4 separate regions of the Mus musculus genome follow, and all the other regions are linked to region 1. A link is a contact called in public promoter capture Hi-C data. All regions are on one chromosome and are shown on one strand. The core of a region is the stretch at or near the end of the contact, and the rest is flanking DNA. Distances in the headings are between cores, read along the strand shown.

What was found. Promoter capture Hi-C pulls out the DNA fragments that hold promoters and counts their contacts.
Region 2: a contact with region 1 is called in a promoter capture Hi-C map of embryonic stem cells. The contact joins the promoter of Hoxc12 here to the promoter of Wnt1 in region 1. A contact is called at or near these places in 3 of 39 promoter capture datasets (cranial neural crest, embryonic stem cells and maxillary cranial neural crest) and 2 of 484 Hi-C or Micro-C datasets (embryonic ectoderm and epiblasts).
Region 3: a promoter capture Hi-C map of embryonic stem cells shows a contact between it and region 1. The contact joins the promoter of Hoxc11 here to the promoter of Wnt1 in region 1. A contact is called at or near these places in 3 of 39 promoter capture datasets (cranial neural crest, embryonic stem cells and maxillary cranial neural crest) and 6 of 484 Hi-C or Micro-C datasets (embryonic stem cells, epiblasts and stem cell-derived epiblast-like cells).
Region 4: a promoter capture Hi-C map of embryonic stem cells shows a contact between it and region 1. The contact joins the promoter of Hoxc9 here to the promoter of Wnt1 in region 1. A contact is called at or near these places in 3 of 39 promoter capture datasets (embryonic stem cells, maxillary cranial neural crest and second pharyngeal arch cranial neural crest).

The regions. Positions count from the first base shown.
Region 1 is chr15:98,788,526-98,791,225 of GRCm38.p6, reverse strand. Wnt1 (wingless-type MMTV integration site family, member 1) reads right to left here and starts at 1,369. Exons shown (of 4, transcript NM_021279.4): 1 at 934-1,369; 2 at 109-362. The coding sequence starts at 1,037.
Region 2 is chr15:102,935,417-102,938,116 of GRCm38.p6, reverse strand. Hoxc12 (homeobox C12) reads right to left here and starts at 1,291. Exons shown (of 2, transcript NM_010463.2): 1 at 661-1,291. The coding sequence starts at 1,264.
Region 3 is chr15:102,953,200-102,955,899 of GRCm38.p6, reverse strand. Hoxc11 (homeobox C11) reads right to left here and starts at 1,374. Exons shown (of 2, transcript NM_001024842.1): 1 at 693-1,374. The coding sequence starts at 1,374.
Region 4 is chr15:102,975,698-102,978,397 of GRCm38.p6, reverse strand. It overlaps Hoxc9 (homeobox C9), which reads right to left and starts at 1,366. Exons shown (of 3, transcript NM_008272.3): 1 at 1,297-1,366.

The DNA.
Region 1 (2,700 bases), core at 120-2,619:
TGATCACATATAACCCTGGGATGTCTTCCCTGCCTTCGCCCGCCTATGCCCTGGAGATGACCCTGCTTTTCCCTTAATCCCGGAAGCGTCGCTTTCCTGGGCACCCACCTCGGTTGACGATCTTGCCGAAGAGGTGGGGCCCCGGAGCAGTGGGGCAGTTCCAGCGGCGGTTTCGGAATTGCCATTTGCACTCTCGCACAGCGCTCTGGAGCCCTCCACTCACGCTGTGCAGGATCCCCGGGTTCTGTCGGATCAGTCGCCGCTGCTTGCGGCTCAGCAGCTGCAGACTGGGCTCGAGCACCAGCTGCAGACTCTTGGAATCCGTCAACAGGTTCGTGGAGGAGGCTATGTTCACGATGCCCCTGGCGGGATGCATAAGGGTTCAGTCCAGGGGAGGGGACCTGCATCCTAACCATACAGGCTGTACCACCCTATCCTTGCCTGGCCCTGAGCTCCAGAGTCTAGTGAGTGGACAGAAAAGGCATGGCTACCTTAGCTCTTCCTTTCTTCAAGTCAGCCCCCGAGGAGAAACCCCACCTGCAGCCTTGCCCACCTTGAAAAACTTAGGAATTCCACTCCCTCACCTCAAAGCTAATATCTGGTTTTTTTTTTTTTTTTTTTTTTTTTTTTGGTTCAAGACCTAAGGGACACCTGAGCACCCACCACAGCGAGGTTGGGACCTGTTGCTCAGCAGAAACGGGGTCGTATTAAATGGGAATGGTCTCTGAGCCTGGTGTATCTGGGCTTCTGCATGCCAATGATGTGCCCCCACTTCAGCAGAGCTAGTTCTAGGTGTGAGCACCCTGGATGTGAAGTCACAATGCACGAGGGGGGTCTGTAGGTTGGTGATCCCCACAGCGTGGGAGCTGGGTAAGGCCCGTGCCTGGCTCTTTGCCCCAGGACAAGTGGCGGACCCCGTACTAGCTCACTTACCACCATCGGCCACTACTGTTGGCAGCCAGGGCTGCGGGCAGAGCGGTCAGTGCCAGTAGCAACGTAGTAGAAACCCAGCTGGGCAGCAGCGCCCAGAGCCCCATGGCCTGCCTGGCCTTGCTGGTTCTGTGCTGCGGTTCTGACGACTGTGGTTGCTGTCCGCGACGGTGGGACTGGACACAGCGGTGAGGGCAGTGATGCGAGTTCCCAGGCTGGCTCTAATAAGTCTGGAGGCGGGCCGCAGGCAGCATGGTTCGCTGTCCTGGCTGCTGGGCTGAAGCAGCCACTGCGGGAGGCACCGCCTCTTATAGGCCTCTTATAGTTGCGGCGCTGACTGCAGTGAGAAGAGGCTGCCCCTCCGGGCCCGGGCGGCACTAAAAGCACCAGGGCGCACTGGTCAGGGCCACAGACAATGAGTGGCGAGCGAAGCTGTGGCTCTTGCCGGTCTGAGCAAAGAGCTGACAGGCTAACCGTCGGGGCTCACCCCCGCCCCCTGCCTGGTGGCCCCCGCCTCCAGGTCTGCACTGGCCGCCGACCCCTCCCCTTGGGATGGCCTCCCACGCGCGCCGGCCTCACTCTTCTGCGCGTCCGGAGCCCGTCGGGGACCAGCATCCGCCAGGGGGCGCGGAGACAATGCGCTGGGGACAACCTGTTTGCAGCCTGGATTGCCTCCCCCACACGCGCCGGTGGGGCTGTCCTCTCGAAGTCCGTCTCCTCTGTCCCCCCTACGCTGTGGTCTCTTCTCTTCCCTATTCTGAATGGCAGGATGAAAGTTGTGGTTCTAGCCAGCGACTCCGTGGAGACACTTCCTCACCCAGGAACCCCGACGGCTGGACAGAGAAGGAAAAGAAGGAGACAGAGCATGGGTGGAGCTGTGGTCAGGGATTCCCGGGCGTGGGGTGTAGGGGTAGGCTGAGCAAACCGAGCTGGTGGCAGTGAGAAACTCAGAAGCGCCCAGCAGTTTGCCTCTGTGGGCTAGGGGGAGTGTAAGCGTCGGTGTGTCACCCGTGAGATTAAGTCAAAGTGTACATGTGTTCTGAGGGTGCACGCTCCTGTGTATTGGTGTATCCAGAAACTTCTAACGAAGAACATTTTGAGCCCTTTCCAAATAATTGTGTAATTTGGCTCAGGACAGGGAGAGCATGAAGTCATTTTGTTACAGTCACCACTTAACGCAGTGTATCAGGAAGGAGGTGGGGCTGTGACAGGAGACGTCCAGAAGGCTGCAATTGTGTTTGCAGGTGGGTGCATGAGTGTGTGTGTGTGTGTGTGTGTGTGTGTGTGTGTGTGTTTGTGATTAACGACGTGCACTCATAGGTGTCATTCTGTCGCTCTGGGTACCTAGTGTCACCCTATGGCACCTTGAGTCAACCTGTGCTTATCATTAGATGTGCTAGTCATGAAGATGAACCGGGCTTGTTTCTCTGGCAACTAGGCTCAGAAAGGATAGGACCACCAGCCGAGTAGCTGTCAGATGGAGCTGAAGACCTGAGGGAAAGAATGCTTGTGGGAAGAAGCTGGCTCCTTTTGGTTTTGTTGTTGCTGGTTTTGTGACCGGATCTTGCTGTGTGACCCTACCTAACATAAAGGTTTAATATGTAGAACCCATGATGGTCCAGTGACTGCTGGGATTACAGGCCTATTCCGCCACCGTACCTGCCCAACTCAAGATGAACATAATTGGGGGGAATGAGAGATGGCTCAGTGGCTAAAAGCACTGACTGCTCTGCCAGAGGCCCCGGACTCTGTTCTCAGCACCCAAGTGGT
Region 2 (2,700 bases), core at 42-2,541, 4.1 Mb before region 1:
CCATCACCAAAACATCCTGTTTTCACTCTATGCCTCAACACTACCTTCCATAGTAGTATACACATCTTTTTATGTTCCTACCTCAATTCTTCCAAACTATCTTTTATTATTATTATTATTATTATTACTACTACTACTACTCCCACCCCCACCCCCACCAGTACCACCATCATTATCATTATTATTATTAAATTTTCCTGACCCTTACAACTTCTGGAACTACAGATCCCATCAGTTAGGAAAGTTGTGGGCGGGTGGTGAAGAGTAAATCATGTTGATTGCGTTTCTTAAAATAAGAACTGTGAGAAACGGGGGCCTATGGCTAAGCAGAAGGAAAGGCAACCTGAAAAATAGGAATGGAATCTCCTTCTCCACCTCTTTACTCTTAGGCTTGGGGAAGTCCCCGTCAGAATCCCTGTACTCTGGAGCTCCCTGACCCCTACAGCCACTAGGAGCGGAAAAAGGAAATCTCTCCAGGTCTTTTATGGGGATATTTACATGTTTATAGGGTCCCCCCCCCACACACACACTTCTTTTTAAAAGAAGCCCTAGCTCACAACACATTCTGTCACCCTAGGCAGTTCCAGCTCAGGCCTCCCCTGCCTAAACTAGCAAGACGTCCTGTCAGAGTAAGCATCACAAGTGGGCTGGGGTCCTTACCGCTGGCTGAGAGCCCGCCGCCTGGGTTCAACGGCGAAACCAGAGAGCCAGGGTCACCAGCGCTGGCGCTCTTATTGCCCTCGTTGAGTAGGGACGAACTGGAGTCGGATTCCAGTGACTGGCACGAGGGTGGATCGTGGGGGGGTCCCGTGCTGCCGTCGCCACCGCCGCCGCTCGCCGTGTAGTCGTACTTGAAGCCGAGCGCAGGTGGCCCCGACGGCTCCAGCTGCAGTAGCGCTGCCCCGGGTCCCGCTCCGGGTTCGCGCCCGCGCTCCTCCCGCTTTAGGCCCCCGCCGCCGCCCTCAGCGCAGGGTTCTCGGTAGTAACCCTTGCTATCCTCCACGCGAGCCAACTCGCACGTGCGGCCGAAAGGCGGGTTGAGAGACACGGGACTGCCGAGATAGGGCTGTGGGTAGCCATTGCACGGCTCGGCCGACGGCCAAGGCAGCGAGCACACGTTGTCGCGGCGTGGGTAGGACAGCGAAGGCAGCCCCGGGAGTTGTGCCCCTGACGCGCGGAAGTTGGGGAAGTAGAAGGTGTCTCCTGTGTGGATATTCACCAGCGGCCCCACAAACCCAGGATTCAGGAGATTATGCTCGCCCATTTCCGCGGGGCCCGACCGGCTGCTTCTACTTTATTGCTATCTGACATTAAACATAGTTAAACCTGCACCAGCCACCCATTGGCCGCTCTACTCACGTGGGCGCTACCGCCAGGGGGAGGGGTGGGGACAACCGAACCCCCCACCCACATTCCCCGCACCAACTCTACTTCCCCCTTCCCCAATCCTGGGTGGAGATGGGGGAGCGAAAGGCAGGAACAGATTTATTCGTAGGATTCTGGTTTTTAAAAAGTCATATAAAACCTTAACGCAGACGGGGAAGCGATCGCTCGACGCGGGGCAAAACCAAAAAAAAAAAAAAAAAAAAAAAAAAAAAAAATAGCGCCACCAAAAATATCCGCACATACACACCTCTGCACCCTGCACCCCTCCCCAGATGTATTATCTTATCACCAACAGCTGGCCGAGCACAGCCCGTCCCTCTTTAATTAGCTCCTTTATTAACTAAAACCGTTGGAATTTACAATATCTCCCCAATAAATTACTATTAGATATTGTGTCATATAAAGTTTACTGGCTGTTTAAGGAGACGGATGAGCCCTTTGGCTCAGGGTTTATTTACAGTAGAGGCGAAGTGGGGGTGAGAACAGGTTTTCCTGCAGCTATCTCTCAGCCCTGCCAGCGCTGCGCTGCTGCGTTGTCTCCATTGCATTTTCTTCTAGGGGTATGAAAAGATACTTGAGGTTCTTTCACTCGAGAAAGGTGTAGAGGGGGATTGATCATTCTATCTCTTCTGTACCCCTAACTAACCTTAGCCTCCACTAAGGTTCCATCAGTAGAGGAAGAACCGAAGGCAGAGAGAAGAGCAAATGAAGGTGCTGAGTTTGGTGCGGACCTATTTTCCTGCTCTTGAAAATCTAGGGGTGGCTTGAACTGCTTTTCGGCTGTGACTTCTAGGTACTGGGAGCTTCTAAGAATCTCCTCATCTTTATGACAGGAGGCTGTCAGCCCCAGCAGAAACTGGCTGGCCCAAATGATTACATATTCTACAGCAAAGGAGATTACCCTACAACCTGCAGGCTGACTGTGGGGCCAGTATGGAGCAGCGGCCAGGGGTGAGTTGCCTTCTGAGGTGGGACAAGAGTGAGGGGAAAATCCGGAGAAGTATCCTGTTGAGAACTCAAATTTTTATTTATGATGCTTCTTCTAGAGAAGGATGGGAACCTAGCACTGGCTGTTGATTATAATGAACATCTGCAAGTCAACATTGGGATTCCCAACTGGGGCACCGGTAGACCAGCTCACCAAGAGAAGAACCAGCTCAAATACATTTTTATTAGGGTTATAGCAAAGAGACACTCACCATCTCTGATTATTTTGAGCTTTAGCTGTCCAAGGTTGAATAAACAGTTTGACAACGTATACATATTAAAACGATTGTGACGATTTTTATCAGAGAATTGCACACACTTGCACAC
Region 3 (2,700 bases), core at 125-2,624, 4.2 Mb before region 1:
GAGAGAGGCCTCGGACCCTGGAGAGCCACCGCTACCTTCCCCTGCAGAGCAAGGGAATCTCTGATTCTTTCCCCACTCTCCTGCCACCGCCAAACCCCGGCTTGCCCCGGTTTCTTCTCAAAGACCCGCGAACACGTAATTTGAACATTTTTAAAAGTCGTTTTAAAAAGAAGAGGAGCGGCCTTGGAGAGCTTCCCTGGACTCCAGTTCTGCCGCGTCGCTTCTGTTCCTTACCTCTCCCCTTCTCTGGATTTCTCCCAGTCTGTCCCTCGCCCTCCCCTTTCCCCCTCCACCCCTCCCCTCCCTCCCAACCCCCCAGCAGTCCGACTCCCCATCCTTTCTTAAACGCTCCTCTAAGTTCACGATCAAAGTTAATATCGCCCGCAATGGTGGCACTTTTAAAAATTTCACAGACCGAGGGAGATAACGGAGGAGGGGGGCTCACCCGGCTTTTCCAAAGAGCCCCTTTCCCTCCCTCCCCACCCCTTCTCCATCGTAAAAAGTCGAGTCGTTGGGAGAGAGGGCTTTGTAGGTTATAATAAAATCCTTTGAATGCTTATAAAACTCCACATAAAATCAGACTGACCCAAAACACGAGGCTGTCCGCGCTCCCCTGCCCCCCCCCACTACTCCAGCCCTCCCTCTCCGCTCCCTCCCTCGCTGCCCTCGGGTTCCCGGCCGCTGCTACCTACTGGGGGCGGCTCCCTTGGCCGGCTCCTTGGTCGCCGAGTGGGAAGAACCGGACGAGCTGGGATTCGTGTTCTCCTCCTCGGCCTCGGCCTCAGCACCGGCCTCTGCCCGGGACGCAAGTCCCGAGGCGGGGGGCGCCTCAGGCTCCCCCTTGGCCTCGCCCTTGCCGGAGCAGGGGGGCTCGGCGGGCGCATCTCCCCCACCGCAGTAGGCGTTGTCGAAGAAGCGGTCGAAAGCTTGGGGCAAGACGCTGTTCTTGTTGACTGAGGAGTAGAAGCCGGCGGGGGCCGCGTGCGGGGCGCTGGGGTGGTGGTGGCCGCCGTAGGAGCCTTCATTTTTCATGAGGATCTCAGTGACTGTGGAAGGAGGCAGGCACTCCCGGTGCATAAGCTCGTCGGCCGCCGCATAACAAGACGAGTAGCTGTTCCGATGGTGCCACTTCCCGGACGGTTCCAGGCCGTAGGAGACCTCCCGGACCGGGGGCACTTGGGCTGAGTAGGGATAAGAAATCTGACGAGAGGGAGCCTGGGGTAGGAAGGAAGAGACGGTGGAGAACTCAGGCACGTAGTAAGTGCAACTGGGCAGATAGAGGTTGGAGGTGCAGCTCCCTCGTTCGCCGAAGTCAGCGCCCCTCTCCTTGCGCGAAGGCGAGCAGAAGTTGCCCAGGTTGACCGAGTTAAACATCGTTCTCTTCTCCTGCCTCCTCCGGCTGGAGGTTTTGGACCCGATCTAGCGAGGGGGGAAATTTTGGGAAGGCGAGATGACGCGTTATCCGTCTTAGTCTCTCTCCCCGAGCACGTGATCCAAAGTAGATATTGTCATATATCAGTTCGGAGCACTTCGCAGACGTAGGAGGGGTTCTCTCTTAGGTAAGATCGGGGACGTTCAGGCGATTGGTTTGCAAACACCGCAGAAACATTATGAAAATCAATTGCAGATTTGTATTCGTTTTTCTCTCGTCACTCCCCTCCTCTCCATTCCACAGAGCGAGAAAAGGAGGAGAGAGAGAGAGGGTTGGGGTGGGGTGGGCGGTGGGATGGGCGGGGGCGGTGGCTGGGAGGGGGTAATTGTATTTTTTTTTAACTGCTGTTCTTTTCCCCCCTAGGATTGGGGGAAGGAGAAGGGTTTTCCGTTTCGGGGTCTTGGTCCCCTCCTTATGACAAGCTGGGGGGCGGGGGGTAAAAGAAAGGGTCTTTTCCTGCCTGATTTCCCCGGAAATATTGGATGCTTCCCAACAAGTTTCAGGGACTCTTAACCCTCTACCTGAAGAATCAGAGCTTGTTCATAAGAAGTCCTTTATATTACTTTCCTGACCAGAATAAGGTGCGCTCCCTTATAGGACAGGCTCCCAGGAAGAGTATCTGAAGTTTCCCAAAGGTGAGGCAGCCCAGCTATGAGCCAGTGTCCCAACTTTGTCTAGCTTGCTGTGCTGCCGCTGGCTAGGGACTCCTATTAGTCATAAACCAGTGGTGAGCAGTGCGCCAGCCGCCCAGCCGGTGCCTGGCGAAGTCTGGGAAAAACCTTCTCTAATGTTGTGTTAAATATTTAGTATGAGAGAGTGGCCCTGGGTGAATATTTCATGCCTGCCTTTATTGTCAATCAATGTGCAGAAAGCTACATTCACTGTGGATTTTAAAATCCCAAACCCCAAAGAAAAAGATTTAGAGTGAGAGTCATCTATCTTCTCTATCTGGGGCCCTTCGGGTTGGGAGCTCAGCTTCAGCTAATAGGCTGAAAAGAAGGCTGGCAATAAGGTCCAGGCAGGATGTATGCTAAGGGAACTACATTTGGAGAGGTTTTTTTTTTTTTAATGATTTGGGGAGCTTAGGTGGGTAGAGGTGTCTATCTCTAATACCAATCAAAAAGTAGGCAGGGTAGGGCCTGAAGTCCCCAGCCTCTTTCACTCCTATTTCTTCTCTACATCTCAGTCCAACCCTGCCCTTCTCCAAGTCTATAAACCCTCCTTGCTGGACCGCTGTGTCCATAGGGGAATACTCAATGACTCCTTAA
Region 4 (2,700 bases), core at 117-2,616, 4.2 Mb before region 1:
CAGGCCCCTCCTTACCAATGTCCCATTCTATTATGCCTCCTAGAAAGAGGTAGCCTAAAGGAAGGGGTCTGATAAGAGACTGGGAGTCCAGAGGACACTAGGCCCAGGTCCTTCATATAGGTTGTGACTCTCATGTTTCACATTTAAAAGCTAGCAGGTCAGGACTGTGAAGTGGACTTTCAAGTTTTCCCTAAATCTAGGCTTGTAGATATGGAGGGCAAAGACATGGATGCGAAGAAGCAAGGTCTCATCTTGGGGATTCAGTTACTCCCACTGAATCTCCTATTTTATTCTAAGACTTTCTCTCATTTACCCAACTCCTTTCAATTGTTCTTAGCATCAATGGGGCAACCTGAGAGACTTGAGGAAACTGGGAGTCACTGCTGGAAAGGGAGGAAGAAAGCCCAGTTCTAGCTGACTATTCTGTATTCACCTTACACCCCCAACAGATTCCAGTGGGCACAGGAGAGGAGTCCCCTGAAGGGGGATGGGCAAACCTCTATCACCTCAAACCTGGGCAACTGAGAAAACAGCCAAGCTAGCACTGTGGGAAGGACAGACAAACAGATAGGTTAGAGTCATCCTCCTCCCTCCCCCTACCGCGTGTCTCCCTTTTAATGATTTAAATTCCCTCCGGTTCAATCCACACCGTCAAGTTCGGATTAAATTTAAAACAGGCTTTCTTCTGTGCCCCCAGCGGGCCATCCCGGCCGCCGCAGGCAGAGAGCCCGCTCTCTGCTCCTCAGCACCCTCCCTGAACCGAGGAGGCCCTACTCCGTTTGCTTTCATTTTCCTTCTCCCCCTGAAATGGGCTCATTTCGTCCCTCCGCTGCCCTCTCGCCTTCCCCGCCCCCCTCCCTGGTTCCCTTCTAGTTCCCCCCCCATCTCTCCTGATCCCTCTTTGTTGGGAAAAACACACCCACACACAACTCCTCCTAGCTAAGGCCTGAGCTGGAAGCAGAAACTGAGTTCTCCTGCTTGCTGCGAGGAGAACTGCGTGCTACCCCCACCCAAGGTGGGTATCTGGGATCCCTGCCACCACACCAAGAGCCAGGCCCCCAAGCTCCGCAAGCGTGAAACCCCCAGGGCCTGTGAACGTGGCCCTCTCAACGCCATGGCCTGCCCGGCCTGCCTTTGCGCCGGCGCCCCCGCCCTGCCGCTCCGCAGCAAACGGGGTTATTTCCGGCTCCCCCAACACAGTCTGTTTTTCCAGCCTGGGGAGTGACTGGAGAGGTAGCCTCCCCAGAACCAGGGTTGCCCTGTGCTCTGATTCAATGGCTCTGAGCGCGTTGTTACCTGATCTTTTGTGTGATGTATGTATCGCAAGGAAATTTGCAGTGACTTTGGAGCCCAGACTGAGGAAGCGGAGGTGGCGAAAGGAGAGACAATAAGGGCTCGAAGTACAATTAAGGAGCCACAGCCGCGGGTCCCTCCCCGCCCTCCCTAACCGACTGGAGCTGTCTAGCTTCAAACATCAGGGCGACCCGCGAACCTAGAACCGGAAAACTCAGCCTGTGACCAAGGAGCCAAAGGACTACACATCCAGAAAAGAGGAAGAATGCTCCCTCCCAACCTGGGTTGTCGTAGCCAGCCCTGCCGAGTTTCAGAGAATCCAATGAATGAAAGTACACATTCCGACGACGAATTTTTCTGAGCCTTTGGAAGGAGTGCCCGGGTTTGGGAAGTCTCAGACAGACAGGCAAGCGGCGTCTCCCAATGCAGACAGACCACAACATGAGTGTGAGACTGAAATCATACACAGGTTGAACATCCCGAGGCCTCCTTTCCAGGCCTGGTGGGCGCCGATCTCCCTACCTTCTCTCCCGCCAGAACCTTAAGCAGAGGCCCGGAAGACTTGGTACCTTGGGCTTGGTGCAATACCGCCTCAGAAAGCCTCCTTTACCTGCTTCTTGGCTCCCCACGGCCACAGAGGCAGGGCAGCAGCCTCCCGCCCAGGGAGGGAAGCCCTGGCCACCGCAGCCGCCGCCACCCGCCCTCCTTCCCTCCCTCCCTCCTTCGCCCTCCCTCCCTCCCTCGCACGCTGCCGCTCGCGGGGCCCTCCCGCGGACAACCTGCTCTGGACCATATCCAGGTATCTCCGAAAGGAAAAAAAAAAGAAAAGAAAGAAAGAAAAGAAAAAAAGAACTGCGTATACGGGGAGGTGGGAACACATAACTGCATTTATTTTCATGCTCTAATCATTGGTTCGACCCTAGTTTAGTCTTCCCGGACACAGCCCATCAGCCGCAGAGATGTGCGGGGCCTACAGCCTCGCCCAAGCTGACCGCCGCGCCCCGCGCACAACACACTCCCTCAATACCCCTGGTTGCCGCGCCCCCGGCAGCCCAAACACCCAACAGACCTCAAGGTCCTTCCTACAGACTCAACATCCGGTTGCCTGGCTCGCCGCTGACCACAGACCAGGAGTCCACTCTACTCAGTCTGTGGTCGATGTTCACACACAATCCACCTTGTCCCTGCTCTTGTGCCCTGCCCGGACACCCTTCGGAGTCCAGCCATCCGCTGAGCTACACTTGGGCTAACCTCGTCCCCAGCAAGGACCCACACAAAGCTCTGTGCGCTAGTCTTCCCATTTATACTTCCCCTATCCCCGTTTGCCGCCTTCACGTCACCTGTTCTCAAGAAGGGCTGCATCTTCCAGCAAGTGAGCCGAAGCAAGGCCGACTGCTGGGGTGAGGT